2 separate regions of the Rattus norvegicus genome follow, and region 1 is linked to region 2. Evidence: chromatin contacts called from public Hi-C data. All regions are on one chromosome and are shown on one strand. The core of a region is the stretch at or near the end of the contact, and the rest is flanking DNA. Distances in the headings are between cores, read along the strand shown. Region 1 has its middle 71 kb from the start of C2h3orf33. Region 2 holds the start of Mme (membrane metallo-endopeptidase).

Region 1 (7,123 bases), core at 825-3,324, 610 kb before region 2:
AGAGAATCTCTTCCTGGCTACAGGACGTGTTTGAAACCTTCACATTGTGTAACTGCCTTGTCCCTTATGGCCTATGGAGGTTAGAAACTTGCGTTTGGAATCTGAAGATAGAATTGAAGGTTGCGTTTCTGCCTTTTCCTGGCAGCATAAACAAATCAGTCTAATAGCATGTTCTCTTCTTTGGGGTGGTAGAAGGAGATAACAGTACCTGTCTCAGAAGATTAATAGGGAGTGGATGAGAAGGCTGCATGAGGACCTGCTTTGCTCACTATAAACATCTTAGGGTTTCCTTACTCTTTTACAACCTTCTTCCTTGAATCAGCAATGAGCATAGTGTGCAAAATCTGATAATAACAAATAAAACCACAAAATTGAATTAGCAAGGGAAAATAAGCATGAATATAGATAGGGTCTTTTTTTTTTTAATTCGCTTTACGTCCCCATCACTGCCCCTCCTCCTCCAAGTGCCCGCTTCACACAAGCTCCCTCCCACCCCTCTTTCTTTCTTCCCCGAGAGGGTGGAACCCCTGCCCCTCCCCCACCGCTCCGTATCTCCCCCACTCTGGCACATCAAGTCTCTTCAGAGCTAGGCAAATCCTCTCCCCCTGAGGCCAGACAAGGCAGCCCTTCCTGTTAGTGAAACGAAATCCACAGGCAGGCTTTAGGGACAGCCAGTTGTTGGAGGACCCACATGAAGACAAGTGGCATGCATATCTGCTACATATGTGCAGGGGGCCTAGGTCCAGCCCGCATAGGCTCTTTGGTTGGTGGTTTAGTCCCTGGAGCCCCCAAGGGTTCAGATTAGTTGACTCTGTCTTCCTGTAGCGTTCCCATCCCCTCTGGGGTCCATAATCCTTCCCACAACTCTTCCATAAAATTCTCCAAGCTTCATTCGGTGTTTGGCTGTGGGTCTCATCATCTGTTTCAGTCAGCAGCTCGGTGGAGCCTCTCAGAAGACAGCCGTGCTAGGCTTCTGTCTACAAGAGTAAAGGTGCCAGGGATTGGTGCTTGCCCATGGGATGGGTGTCAAGTTGGTTCAGCCATTGGTTGGCCACTCCCTCCATCTCTGCTCCATTTTGGGTCAAAAGTTTTGTGGGTGGGTTGGAGTCTTTATCTCTCCATTGGGGATGGTCTTCTTTTTAATTCCATGTACATTAGCACCTTTGTACTATAAGTGACATGAACACCTTTTGTAAGTCAGGGATACTACTGTTAATTATTAAAAAATATTTTCTTGGAAAAGGTAGTGCCCTCAATAATATAGAGGACTTCAATATTAGGTATTTAGGTAAAATGCTGGAATGGTGAATATTAAAGTTAATTATTCTAGGAGAGATATGCAATGAGGAAAAAGGATACTAAAACAGGAAAGAAACCGGGTGGATTTCAGTTCTGCAGTTTTGAAAAAAAAATATCATGTTTAGTTGTTTTGTACTAACGTACCTGTGTGGCTGGTTATTAAATTCAGGGTACTACACTCTTTTAAGCACATGTTTCACTTATAAGTCACACTGCATTATTTCTATATCTAAAAATACTTGGGAAAGGGGCATCTTTATAGCATGAAATGTTGGCTCTGGGGGACAACATCATTCTAAGCTGGCAGGGATGAAGTAAAATGAGGGGGAGGGCATCAGGCTTGAGTGGAGCAGCAAGTAGGCTGAACTTAGATAAGGTCCCCTGTGTGGAAGCTTAAGGAGAAACTTACCAAAGCTCCTGGAGCCTCCACTAGCTGTCCCAGTGACAGACAACACTGTGATGACTTACCTTTTTCACCAAGCCACTTGCTCGGTCCTGGGGTACATTTACAAACCTCTAGACTGTTACAATAGGGCAGATGACAAAACTGTTTCCCACCTGTGGGTTTTCCTTCTTGCCAGCCTTGCTTTTTTCCCCCCTTTTATTCTGCTGCTGTTATTGTTTTCTAACTTTGTTATGTGACCAGAAAGGAGGCTGGAATTCTGAAAAGTCACTAGGCAAATCTTGTGAACAAAGGGGGCCTTGTCCAGGGTCACGCACACTGGATTTGCAGTTTAATTCATCAGCTCAGATCTCTGCTTTTCAAGTGTTTGGTCTCTGCAGAGACAGGAGTCTCTGGGGGTTCTGTGAGAGCATTGTGCTGGAGGCCTGGCCAGCTCTGGTTACATCTGTAAGCCTGGATGGATCCAAGGATTAGGGCCCCTAAATAAATAGCTGCAATGAAGGAACAGAAGGCAAACACACTTTGTTATGGTTTGGCCTATCTGCACCCACTTGAACTTTGCAATAATTTCTAACATTTTGTGAGTTGGTTACATAACCCACCCAACAGAAAATTCAGGAGTTGAGAATGAGAGCTCACCTGCTAGTGAAACCTATGGAAATCTATCAGGATTGACTGGTTTGGTCCTGATGAAATCCAAGTGCAGCCTGGAGCACAAAAACCAGTCCTGAAACATGCTTAATGGTAGCTTTATTTCCTCAGCAGAAAGCAGTAACCGAGTCCAGAATGGTGCTGTTGGAAAAAGTTACTGTTTTAGCATGGGAAAAAAATAGCATTCAGGTTCTTGGAACTTTTGTGGGAAATTTGTTATGGGCTAGAGGAGTCTTGGTCCAAATTGTAGCTCCGTGTGTTGTCCCTAATGCCAGGCAACACGGGCCATTGTGCTGCCTGTGTGAGCGTGTGGCTGCCGCTTTCTTCATTCCTGTCTCATTCTGTCTCTCCTGACAGGGTAACTTCATTTTGATGCTGTGCCAGAGATCCTCCGGCAATGAGCTACTGGAACGGCGAGAAGAGGAACTGTGTGCAGTACCGCAGGCATTTTCTAGTAGACAACCGTGTGTTTCATGGTGAGCTCTTGTATTTATGTAGCTGGGACTCTGCTTTTGAAAGTCCTTTTATTGTACTGTTCTGGATGCAAGTATGGTCTAATTGTGGGGTTGAGCCAAGAGCTTGAGATTACTTGCTCATGGTTAATTATCTTAAAATTCCATTAGACCGTGACCCGAGGTTTTCAGCGGTGAGAACTTCCTCAACAGCAGTGGTGTACTTCCTTCCTGCCTCTCAGCCTTTCTTCTCATGTTGACTCCACTAATGTACCTTTCCAATGTTTGGAACTCTTTGGGGGGCGGGGCTTATACGAAGTGTTCAGTCAATATTTGAAGCTCACTGTTCAGTGCTTCTTACCAAAAAGGTGTGTGCTTTCTAAATTCAAATGTTAAAGTGTGCTGATGTCCATCTGCTCTAGTAACTCATTAAAAGGAAGTCCACTCACTTACATTGGTGTCCTTTGGGGTTTCAAGACTTCACTGGTGTATCAGACCACAAGAAAACAGAACAGAGAACCTTGCTACATTTCAGAATATCTGGTGGGTGGATTACCGTAGCTGAACAGAGAGTGATCAATACTAGTCATTTTCATGACAAATAGTAATTATCTTAAACCATTGCCTTTAACCCAGGCGATAGTTTCTTGTTTAGTATCTCATAAGCTTTGTCCATTCCGTTATCAGGATCGCCATGGGAGTAATTTATATTGTGAGCCAATACTTTCTGGGTCACTGGAATTTGGAATTGCCCAGGAGATACAGAGGGAGGTAGAGAGAGGTTTCATGAGAGGGGTGATGTTTCATTAAACACACTCCCATTTATCCTCAGCTTTTGACTTTGGGGTTCATCCTTCATTTTGGTGACCGATTTAATGTGTATCATTCCTTTAAACTTAAGTCTGGCTTCAGCAGTTGCTTTCCTCTGAAGCTCACCCAAGAGTGCTGTTGGGTGCTTCATGCACACACTCATGTTTTCAGTTGTACAGTGTTTTCTGTTTAGACTTATTTGTCTCAGGAGACAGAGTGTTACTGTACTGTTGAAATGCTGCAGTTTATTGCCATTTTCCTTATTGTAAATGTCTTCATCCAGATAGCTAAAACTACAGTTATGACTCGAATAAGGTTCTGATATGTTTTTATAGTTATATTTCAGTTAGCATGTTACTATATTTTGGTTTATAGCAGTCATTTTTCTTGTATTTCAAGGAAGGGATTGTTTTGCCTCACAGCTTGAAGGCACAGCCCATCTCTGGGGGAAGCATGGTGTCAAGTGTTTTAACTATGGAGGCCAGAGCATGAGGACACTAGTCACACTACTTCTACATCAAGAAGTAGAGATGAGTGCTTGTGCCCAGCTCCTTTTCTCCTTTCCCCCATTTTATTCATTCTGGAGCTTCAAAATCCACTGTTAGGGTGAAGCTTTCCTCCCCAGTAAACTCTCTGGAAGTTTTTCTCACAGACACACCGGAAGGTATGTCTCCTAGGTGAGTCTGAAGAGTCAAGCTGACAATGGCAGTTAATTGTCACGAGGAACACTATGTCCAGGGCCTAATAGTGAGCACTGCTCTCTAGAGCCCTTTGGGAGTCTTTGTAATTGTTCATCCCAGTTTTTGGATAAAGGAACTAAAGCTAGAAGGTTTGAGTGGAGATTTGGTATTCAAACTCTGATCTTCAGGACGCCACAATCCCAGTGTTTCTGTCCTAGTCTGTCTATCATTCCATCCTGAGAGATGAGTTCTCGGCAAGTACTCTACCACTCAGCTATACCCCTGGGCCTTGAGAAGTCGGAATACCATTCAAGAGTCCTTGCTCTGTGACTAGCCAGTGGTGGATGAGCTTGAACAAATTAAACAGTCTGTCAGGCATGCAATTTTCCCGTGACAAGAACTGTGAACTTACTGAGGTGGGGGCAGTGAATTCAGTGAGCATGTTGGTTTGTTTCCTGATAAAGGGAGTGTGAAATAAGCATACTGGTCTTCATAGATTTCAAAGTTTTTTCCTAGTATCTTAGATGCCTTCGAACTATTTCTGAGAGTTAACAATTTTTACATTTTTGTGAATGACTTTTCACCAAACACAAGCTACACAAGGGGGCAGTGTCGCACTTGAAATGTGAATCAACTACTTTTCACAGTTCAAGAATTACTTCTCAAAGGGTTTAGAGATATTAAATCCTCTCAAGATTAAGAGACTCAAAGCCGGTTAGAACCATGATACTGTTCATTTGTAATGCAACTAGGAGCTTTAAGAGTTGATTTCAGATACGGCCAGTCATCATACTGGGTTTCTTTGCCTGAAGAGATTTAGTGATTGAGGACTGAAAGATATCCTGTTCGTTAGTCTGAGGGAACTCAGCACTTGGCTAAGGTAGGAGCAGTGAACTTACCAAGTGTGTGGGTCTGTGTCAGGACTCAGCACCTGTGAGGTAGGAACAGTGAAATTATTGAGGTAGGGACAGTGAATTCAGTGAGCATGCCGGTCTGTTTCATCGTCAGAGAGGGCTAAGAATAATATTTTGGGATTCCATACATAGTATTGAGAGGGGGGGGAGGGGAGAGAGAGAGAGAGAGAGAGAGAGAGAGAGAGAGAGAGAGAGAGAGAGAGAGAACATGCGGTGAAGAAATGTTTATTTGGAGGGAGGGGCTTCTAGAGCAGGTATGCTTCCTAATCAACTTTTACTTACCAATTTGACTTCTTTATGTTGCTGACAGTTCTTATATAACCAGGTAAACTATGATAAAAAGAGAAAACCCTTTATATCACAAACTGGAAAGGATTGTTCCACACATATGATAGCCTTTTGATATATGCCCATTTGAATGAGCAAATGTCTTAACATTTATTTTTCCACAAAGACTTGAGCAGTGTGCCCAGGAGGTAATAACTACATTAAAATGGGGCCTTTGCACATGAAGATTCTGAATAAAAGTTGGAAATGTAACATCTGTCTTCATAAAGCCCACCCTACACACATTTTCTGGTTAGAATGGCAAAATATTCTCATTGGAGTTGATTTAGAATAATTGCAGGCCAAATCATAGAGACTATTTAATTCAACAACTTGCTTTGCTCTGAATTGTTATCAGTTTGCTGATGAACTTTTATCAACTTGACACAAACTGGAGTCACCTTGGGAAGAGGAAACCTCAAGTGAGGTTACTTTCATTAGACTGGCTTGTGGGCCTGTCTGTAGGGCTTTTTTTTTTTTTTGTATGATATGGGAGGGTGCAGCCTACTCTAGGCTGTCCCGATCCTGGACAAGCATATGTCAAGTAGCTGAGCAGGCCAGTTTTCCACATGGTTTCCACATGGTTTTCCGATTCATGGTTTCGGCTTCCAAGGCTCCCGTATTGAGTTCCTGCCTTGGCTTCCCTCTGTGGTGGATTGTACCATTGGAAGTATGAGCCAAAAGAAACCCTTCTGACCCAAAGTTGCTCTTGGGCATGGTGTTTATCACACAACAGAAACCGAATGAGAACTCTGTTCCTTCGTCTTTGTAACACTGTTGGTGCAGGAATGGGAAAAGCTGATTAGTTTTATGTTCAATTATAAGAGAAACTCTGTTAGGAATCCTAAATTTTTTGTGTTTACCCTTTCTCTTTGTCCTCATTTCTATGTGAGAAATGACTGTGTGTGAGAGTATGACTGTGTGATATGAGTCTTCTTAGAGGCATTGGATCCCCTGCAGCTGGCGTGGAGGGCTCTTGAGAGCCACCCGAGATGGGTGCTTAGAAGAGAACTCTGGTCCTCTAGAAGAGCAGCATCAAGCTTAACTTCTGTGAACTATGCAACTCCATTTATTTGTACTGGTTTCTTCCCCCTAAGGTTCACCATAGGTGTTTACAAAGAAATAGTGTTTTCCAGACATGATGGGATTAATACAGGTGCAAATTCAGAGACCGACGGCAAACATTTAAGCCAGACAAAATCCCAGCATGGAGAATGTGCGAGGGGAGACAGATACAAAGTCTTAAGTCTCACCAGATGCTGTTTACAATTGGTACCTAGTTGGAAAGGGAAAATCAGTTTTTTCAGTAGAGTTACACATGATATCCCAACCATATCTCAAGGCAGACTCCATAGTCAAAAGGACTCTATTGTTTGTGTGTTTTATGATTTGTTTTAGTATATCTTTCTGTTTTTTCTTTCTCTTTTTAGTATGGAATAGAGTTTATTTAGAGCATGGGGAGGAAAATAGGGAAGGGAGGGGGGAGGGAGAGGAAAGAGAAAGAGAGTGAGCTCTTTCTGTTTTTATATTGATTTTTTTTTCTTTTACAGAAAACATGGTTAGGGAGGTGGGGAGGATCTAGGAAGA
Region 2 (6,846 bases), core at 376-2,875:
AGGTACCTAAGGCTGTAGGAGTAGCTGTAGGGAAACAAAGAGTGTAAAGTAAACAAGATATTTAGTCTTTTTTACCTGCATCAAAGGAAATCATCTTTGAATCAAAATTTCATACTTCAACCTTTCTTCTAAAGATTTTGCAATTCTTCAGAAGTTCTTTTTTTCTTAGTGTACTACTTTTAGGCACTGGTAAAAAGCAGAAATGCTGCAATATTAACCTCCTATTAACTTTGCCCTTCATTTCCACTTAGTTCAAGATAATTCATTATCTTGTAATAAGAAAATGTAAGCCAGAATACCTCAAGATGGAGCACATCAGAAATCTTCAGTTACCTTAAGATCCAATCTAACCACATCCAAACACGTTTAAAAGATCGGTGATGTGAAGACAGACAGATCAGAATACAAAACGCAGTGCAAAGTCAATGCTTGTAGTAGGAGAAGCAAACGCACACCTAGGTTCTTAAAACATTTCACATGGGGGCGGGGGGGGGGGACTCTTAAACTAAAAAGCAAATGCCAAAACAGACAATAAGAGAACAGAGAATCTGGAGTTCAGACTCAAAAGAAACTCCACAAACTTCAACTTGGCAACATCAGCAAAAGAACACAATGTTATTTTTGCTTGGGTATAAGATGTATTTCCTTCAAAGCATCAGCATCAGCAAACGTCAAATTATGAAACCTGGAAGATAACTGATCGGTTAAAGAGAAAGGTGGAGCAAAGCAATTTTCCGTCAGAGCACACTGTGATACTGCGACAATACATGTCTGTAAGTCCCTGTGGCGGTGCTTCGGAGTTAGTTTGCATTAATGGAAACTGAGGCAGAGTTTCATATTTAGATTGTGTCCACGGAAGTTGAAGAAGGAATTCAGAAGACAGCCCCCCCCCCCCACATTAACTAGTAGGTGTTTCCTTCGCCTGAAGTGAGTTCTGACATGAAAAGTCCCATCCACGTTGCTCTCGTGTTCAGTGTAGCTATACAACCCAAGACAAACAACATCAAGTCCAAAACACAACAAACATTTTTGAGAACTTGAACGAAAGAAGGAGGGAAAAGAAAAAAAAAATCCAAGGGCGTGCAGCTCCACTCCCTCAGGGCCAATCTGCCGATAGCAGCTTCCAAACGCTGGCGCTGCAAGTCAGTTACTAGTTTTCAGTTTAATAAAATCCATGTGAGCCGCTTATGGACAAGGAATAGACTTGACCGAGAGGCTCAGAGGAATACCCGTTTATAGTTACTCTCATTTTTAAAGAGTATAAATAGATCGGGATAGGTTAAGTAAGAAAGGGTCTTTAAAAACTTCCATCTACTAAAGAACACCCCCACCCCGCGCCAGCCAACCCTTTGGCAGATTTAAGCATGAATTATATAATAGGAAGCCAAGGTTCGAAGCACGATGAAGAGGTGGGATTGTGAAAAGAGATTTAGGTTAAGAAAATTGAAAACTAGAAAAGTGAGTTAATTGAGGAGAGAATCCGACAGAAACTAAAATGAAAACAAACCTTGCTTTTTAAAATAAAAACAGTGTCTGTACAGCGGAATGGCCAATTCCCAGCCCCCAAATGAACCCCGGTGCAATTTGGCAGCGCTGCTCTCGGTCACCAAACAGAACTCCTGGGCGGAGGCTGCAGGAAGCTATGAAAATGAACCTGGAGGTGACCTGACATCACTCGCAGGGTCCTCCTCCAGGTCGCCCTCTCGGTCCCTTCCCCTCCCCACATTCTCAGGTCCCAGTGGCGGCTCCCGCGCAGGACACGCCTCCTCCGCCCACGGCGACCAGGCACCCGGCGCCCGCGGCGCGCGGGACCACGGCCTCTGTCCTTGCTCCGTGCGTCCCGGCCCCCGCCCGCTTCGTCCTCCTGTTGCCCGTCCCACCGACTCCCGGCGCCCCAGGGACACTGGTGCCCCGCTCCCCGTGCCCGGTCGCTCGCTCTCCGGTGACTCACCAGTGTGATTGGGGAGAAGTTGGAGGCGACTGAGCAGACACATCCCGACCAATAAGCGCATCGACCAGGATGGCCGCAGGCAGAGTAGCCCCCAGCCCAGGCGAGCGCCCACCCCTCGGTGCGGTCCCCAGGGTGCGCCCGAGCGCCGAACGCGCAGAGTGGGACGAGGCCAGAGTCCCGGGAGGTTCCAGGCCCCACTCCGGCTCCGGGCGGGAGGGCAACCGGGAAGCCCGCATCCCTTGGACCCTCACCCCAGACTCACCCCTCGCCTCAGCCGCTCAGCAGCTTGCGCCTGCACTCGGTCCAGCTTCGCCACTTGCACATCTCCGCGCCCCGCGCGCCTCGCGCTCACCCCCCGCCTCGCCGCACAGGACCAGCCGCGAGAGCAGTTCCCCGGGTGACCTGAAGGTTTCCGCCAGGTCTCCCAAATCCTGTCACACCGAGTAAAGGGGCGGAGGGGGCTCCCTCTCCCAGTTAGTCCCCCACCTTGCCCTTCCCAAAAGGGCTTTGCCAGACATTCTTGGAATTGTTTAGCTTTGTGGCTTTCAAGACAATAATACACTGTCTCTCTGGGATTCTGTAGTGCTGATTGCAAGCTCTCATTCTCTAACAGACCAAGACCATGATGCTTCTCTCTCACTCTTCACTCTTGCTCTTTCTGTTTTCCCTTGTCCTTCACTCTCCTTCCTATCTTTTCAAAGTCTTCTTTTCTTCCTCCTTCCTTTCTCTCTTCTCCTCTTCCCCCACCCCACCCCCCACCACTCCACCCCCTGTCTATTTGTGTTTCTGGGTTTCTCTTAAACCCAAGGCAATGAATTTGTCAAAGAAAGAAAGATTGACTTTGTGCAGAGACAAATATTTTACGGAAACTGCCTTTAGCAGCTATTATAACCAAAAAAACTCAGAAAGGCTAAACTTTTCTGCCCCACCCCGCCTGAGGATTTCAGTGAAGTTATTCAATGTCAAGTACATACAGAGTTGTACATATAGAGTATCCTTCTGATCCTTCTCCTTTTTGGAATCACAAGTTTTAAACATCACACTTGGTCCATAGGTGCGATCATACCCAAACAGAAATGGACTTTCGGGAACTTGAATCTATCTTTGAATGTTAAAATGTTTTACTCCTTTTGCCCTAACCAACTTTGTGTTTTGTTTTAATTTTTTTTATTTTTTAGAAAAAAAGCTAAAGACAAAGACAAGCAATGTATATTAAAGAAATAATGAGTATCATGGAAAGACATTTCCAGAAAAAATAATTCAATTGATGTGGGTAAGTTCAGTTCGACACCTTCAAACGGAAGTGCCCATGCTTTGTTCCTTCTCTGTGGGCATTACAAACACATCTTTGTCCTCCTGGCTAGGCTAACAGAGATGTGTGACTTCTCACAGATAAGCAGAGGCGACTTGGCAAACACTCTGGGCAGTATTTCAAATGGAATTTGAACCCAGGTCATCTTGACTCAGATTGTTTTTGCAGAGATCGATGCTCAGAAGAGAGATTTACTCAAATTCTCTTGGGAAGAAATCTAGATGTTTTTCACCAACACACGTGTTTTTATTATATTTTAGTTAAATTATCAAAGCATCTAAATTTTACAGTAAAACAAATTGAGAATATATGTGTATATGTATGTGTAGACAGACAGACAGAGATAGGGAGAGAGAGGAAGGGAGAAAGAAAGCACTAGTTCTCAAATTTCTCATATGGAACAAGGAGCTTTAAAATTTTAATGTATGTCTGATTAGTATAGTAATAAGTTTTGGTAGAGAAGGAAGTTTGGTCAGAATATTACAAAAAACCATGTTTCAACTAGAAATAGAAATTAAGCTTATATGCTTGGTCATAACCTAGTTGAATGTTTCTCATTTGATTTTGTTTTTGTTTTTTCATCTTCATTGAAGTTTTAAACATCTTATTCTTTTGTAAAGTTAACTAGCATATCCACAAAATTCAAGAATATCTTTCACCTAAAGGAAGTGCTTGAACCCTGGGGCCTTGCTATGCATAAGTATTTGAGCAGCCATTGAGCAATACCCTTAACTCTGGAGAATGTTTTGATAACAATAGAAACTAGGTTACAATTACTTATTACAACTATCAACTTTGAGCTGAAAATTGATTTTATTTTTATTTAATTAAAGAGTTATTAATGACAAACCTTTGCAGAATAGTTAAGAACAATGTCATCGTTTTATTTCAGTCTCGTTACACGAAGGAGAAATGTTTATGGGAAGAACATTTTGCTAGAAAAATAATGAATTTAGAATCCATGTCAAAAAGAAGTAAAAACCCTGACGTCATCATTAAACTTTGACTTTGAGCTTCTGTCTCAGACGTGTGACAGTATGGGCAGATACTTCCTTTAATACAAGTCTTAATCTCACTAAAGTTCATTAGAAACATAGTGGTCTTGTTAAGAATGCTAAATCTTTTCTCCGAGGAGGTTATGCAAGTTTGAAATCCTTTCTCTTCTAAGGGTCTTAAAGGAGCTCTCAGGTGCTTCTAGGAAGTAAACAGAAACCAAAGGCTGAGCAAAGTGTCCAAGGTCCTTCTGCTTGCTTAGTTATCAGAGTGAGGGAGAAAGTCGCAATCCTGACGGCCTTCTGCAAGCTACCAGTAGTGGGGTGCATCTGTCTTGGCAACATGCACCATAAATCCTTAGAAACAGCTCCTGTCTGGAACATAAGGCTTCATAAACTATGTTTGGAGATCAGGCCAATTGCACCACTAAACCAAGGACAGTGTAAAGGGAAACTTCAGAAGCCAAAAGAATCAGGGAAAGCCAGAAGCCCAGAAGGGTGTGCGCATGTGAAATGGTGCTCCACCTACCTGTCTCAGAAAGCTTGCCAAAGCTAAGTGACCTAGAGTTAGATTTTCAAGGGAATTGCGTGACCTGAGGACCTCAGACAAAGCATCATCCAGAGCAAGGTTAAAACCCACACCAAACATTCCTGTAGTAAGCTGGGCAGGAGAGAAGATATCCTTAATGGAAAAGGGAGCTAAAAACAATTCGCTCCCTTCGCTCCCACCATTTCCGGCCCCACCCCCAACTGAGCACAGAGCTGAGCTGCCAGTCATGTATTTCTTCAGCATTTCCAGAGAATGTAAATCTTTTCAAATCGTTGCCAGCCTGTAGATTTTTTTCTCCCCCCAAAAAACTATAGTTTGCAAAAAAATTTTCTGCAACAATTTATGATCAGGTCAAACTGTAGACGTTTGAATATTGGCTTGGAAGTTCCTGAGCTAAAAGTTTCTAATAAAGCGATCTCAGCTAGACTGTTGGAAATAAAGCCTGAATTACCGTCATTTGACTTTTACTATGAAAAATGCTTAGAAAGAGTTTGTTCTGAAACAAAATGATAGACTATCTCATGCAGGAGAAGGAACGGTAAAGCTAAGAAAAGAGCCACAAGTCACTCTGAAGGCACAGGGCAGTCAGCGAAGCTACCTGTAAAAAGTGTGGGTGTCGGAAAGGATCACTGAAGGACTGGGAAAGTGATGTGCGAGCCACAGGATCCGAAAGTCCTTTTGTTGTTGGGATGGAAGAGAATGATATTAATTTTAGACTTTATTAATTATTTATACAATAGAGATTGCTAATGGGGCCATAAAAGGGTTAAAATAGACTGCATAAGCCCAAGTCTTGGAGAAATGAAAAACTGGAATTAAATAAAAGTAACTCTAACAGAACATAGTGGAAAAATTAATATGAGAAAAGAATGCACATATCAGTTGTCAGCCTTTTGCTAAGATCAAGTGTAGAAAAGAATGAACTAAATGCAGAGATAAAGTGGTAAAATAAGATAAATAGGTCCGTTGCTGTAACTGTAATTGGACAGTGTGTCCAATTGGGAGACAAGGACTAGAATAAAATAAATTTAGCTGGCTTTGTTTAAAAGAGATATACCTTGTGGGAAGTCAAGGTTCATGCCTTTGATCTCAGCACTCTGGAGGCAGAGACAGCCTGATCTCTATGAGCCCAGAGCCAACCTGCTCTACATAGTCCAGACTACCCAGGGTTAATAGTGAAAACCTGTCTCAAAAACAAAACAAAACAAATTAAAAGGAGAGATAACTTAAAATAAAGCTACAGTATAAGCGAATGCAAAATGGTAGAAATAGTTAAGTCTCACACACACATACACGCATGCACGCACACACACACACACATATATGTATATATATATATATATATATATACATATATATATATGATTGTTAGTGTGGAATTTTCTGAGATAAAAAAAACCCCTAAAATTTACCCTTACTGAAATGTAGTCATTTTAGCAGCACTGTACAGTTCTGGAATATATCCAGTAGCATACATTTAAAGTAGGTATTTTTAAAAATTACAGAACTAAAAAGAGACATTAATAATTCATGATGGTAATGGGTTTTTTCAATGTACTTTTCTCAATATTTGATGAATCAGATTCACAAGCAGCAATAATATAGAGAATATCTAAAAAACAAAACAAAACAAAACAAAAAACCCTGTTAAAAGACTCTATCATGGAAATCTATAGAGCATTTCTTCAGGTATCCATGGAATATTTATACATATTGATCATATATTTATGTCAAACTATGCTTCTTCGATGCGATTCTAAGACTTCCATTACAAATAATTTATTATTGGACTTTAAACAACCAAAAACAGATAAATGAAAACTACATTTAGACTTTTTTTTCTGCATTTACTAGGCTTTTAGGTAAGTACTTCAGAAAGAGGCACAGGTCATCTTATATAGCAACAGAGGTTCCCTAGAGAAACCTGTACACTTATACATCACTGCTAACTGTCTTGTTCCCTGTGACTTTTTACTATCTTAAACAATTCAGGACCACCCGCACGGGGCGGCCCAACACAATGGGCTGGACCCTCTCACAT

Evidence for each region. A called contact is a pair of places that touch in the nucleus more often than the background predicts.
Region 1: a contact with region 2 is called in a Hi-C map of Schwann cells, with 7 times the contacts expected there. The contact joins the enhancer-like site here to the promoter of Mme in region 2. A contact is called at or near these places in 2 of 12 Hi-C or Micro-C datasets (Schwann cells and hepatocytes).

Annotation. Positions count from the first base shown.
Region 1 is chr2:150,479,737-150,486,859 of GRCr8, reverse strand. It overlaps a transcript of Plch1 not described here. Among named protein-coding and RNA genes, the nearest start is that of C2h3orf33, 71 kb to the left of the region's middle. Within about 2 kb of position 2,074, at least 2 of the 93 cell types and tissues checked have an H3K27ac peak or open chromatin away from gene starts, as enhancers often do. A contact at or near this core is called in Schwann cells, where this site is marked.
Region 2 is chr2:149,867,276-149,874,121 of GRCr8, reverse strand. It overlaps Mme (membrane metallo-endopeptidase), which reads right to left and starts at 1,625. Exons shown (of 23, transcript NM_012608.2): 1 at 1,508-1,625.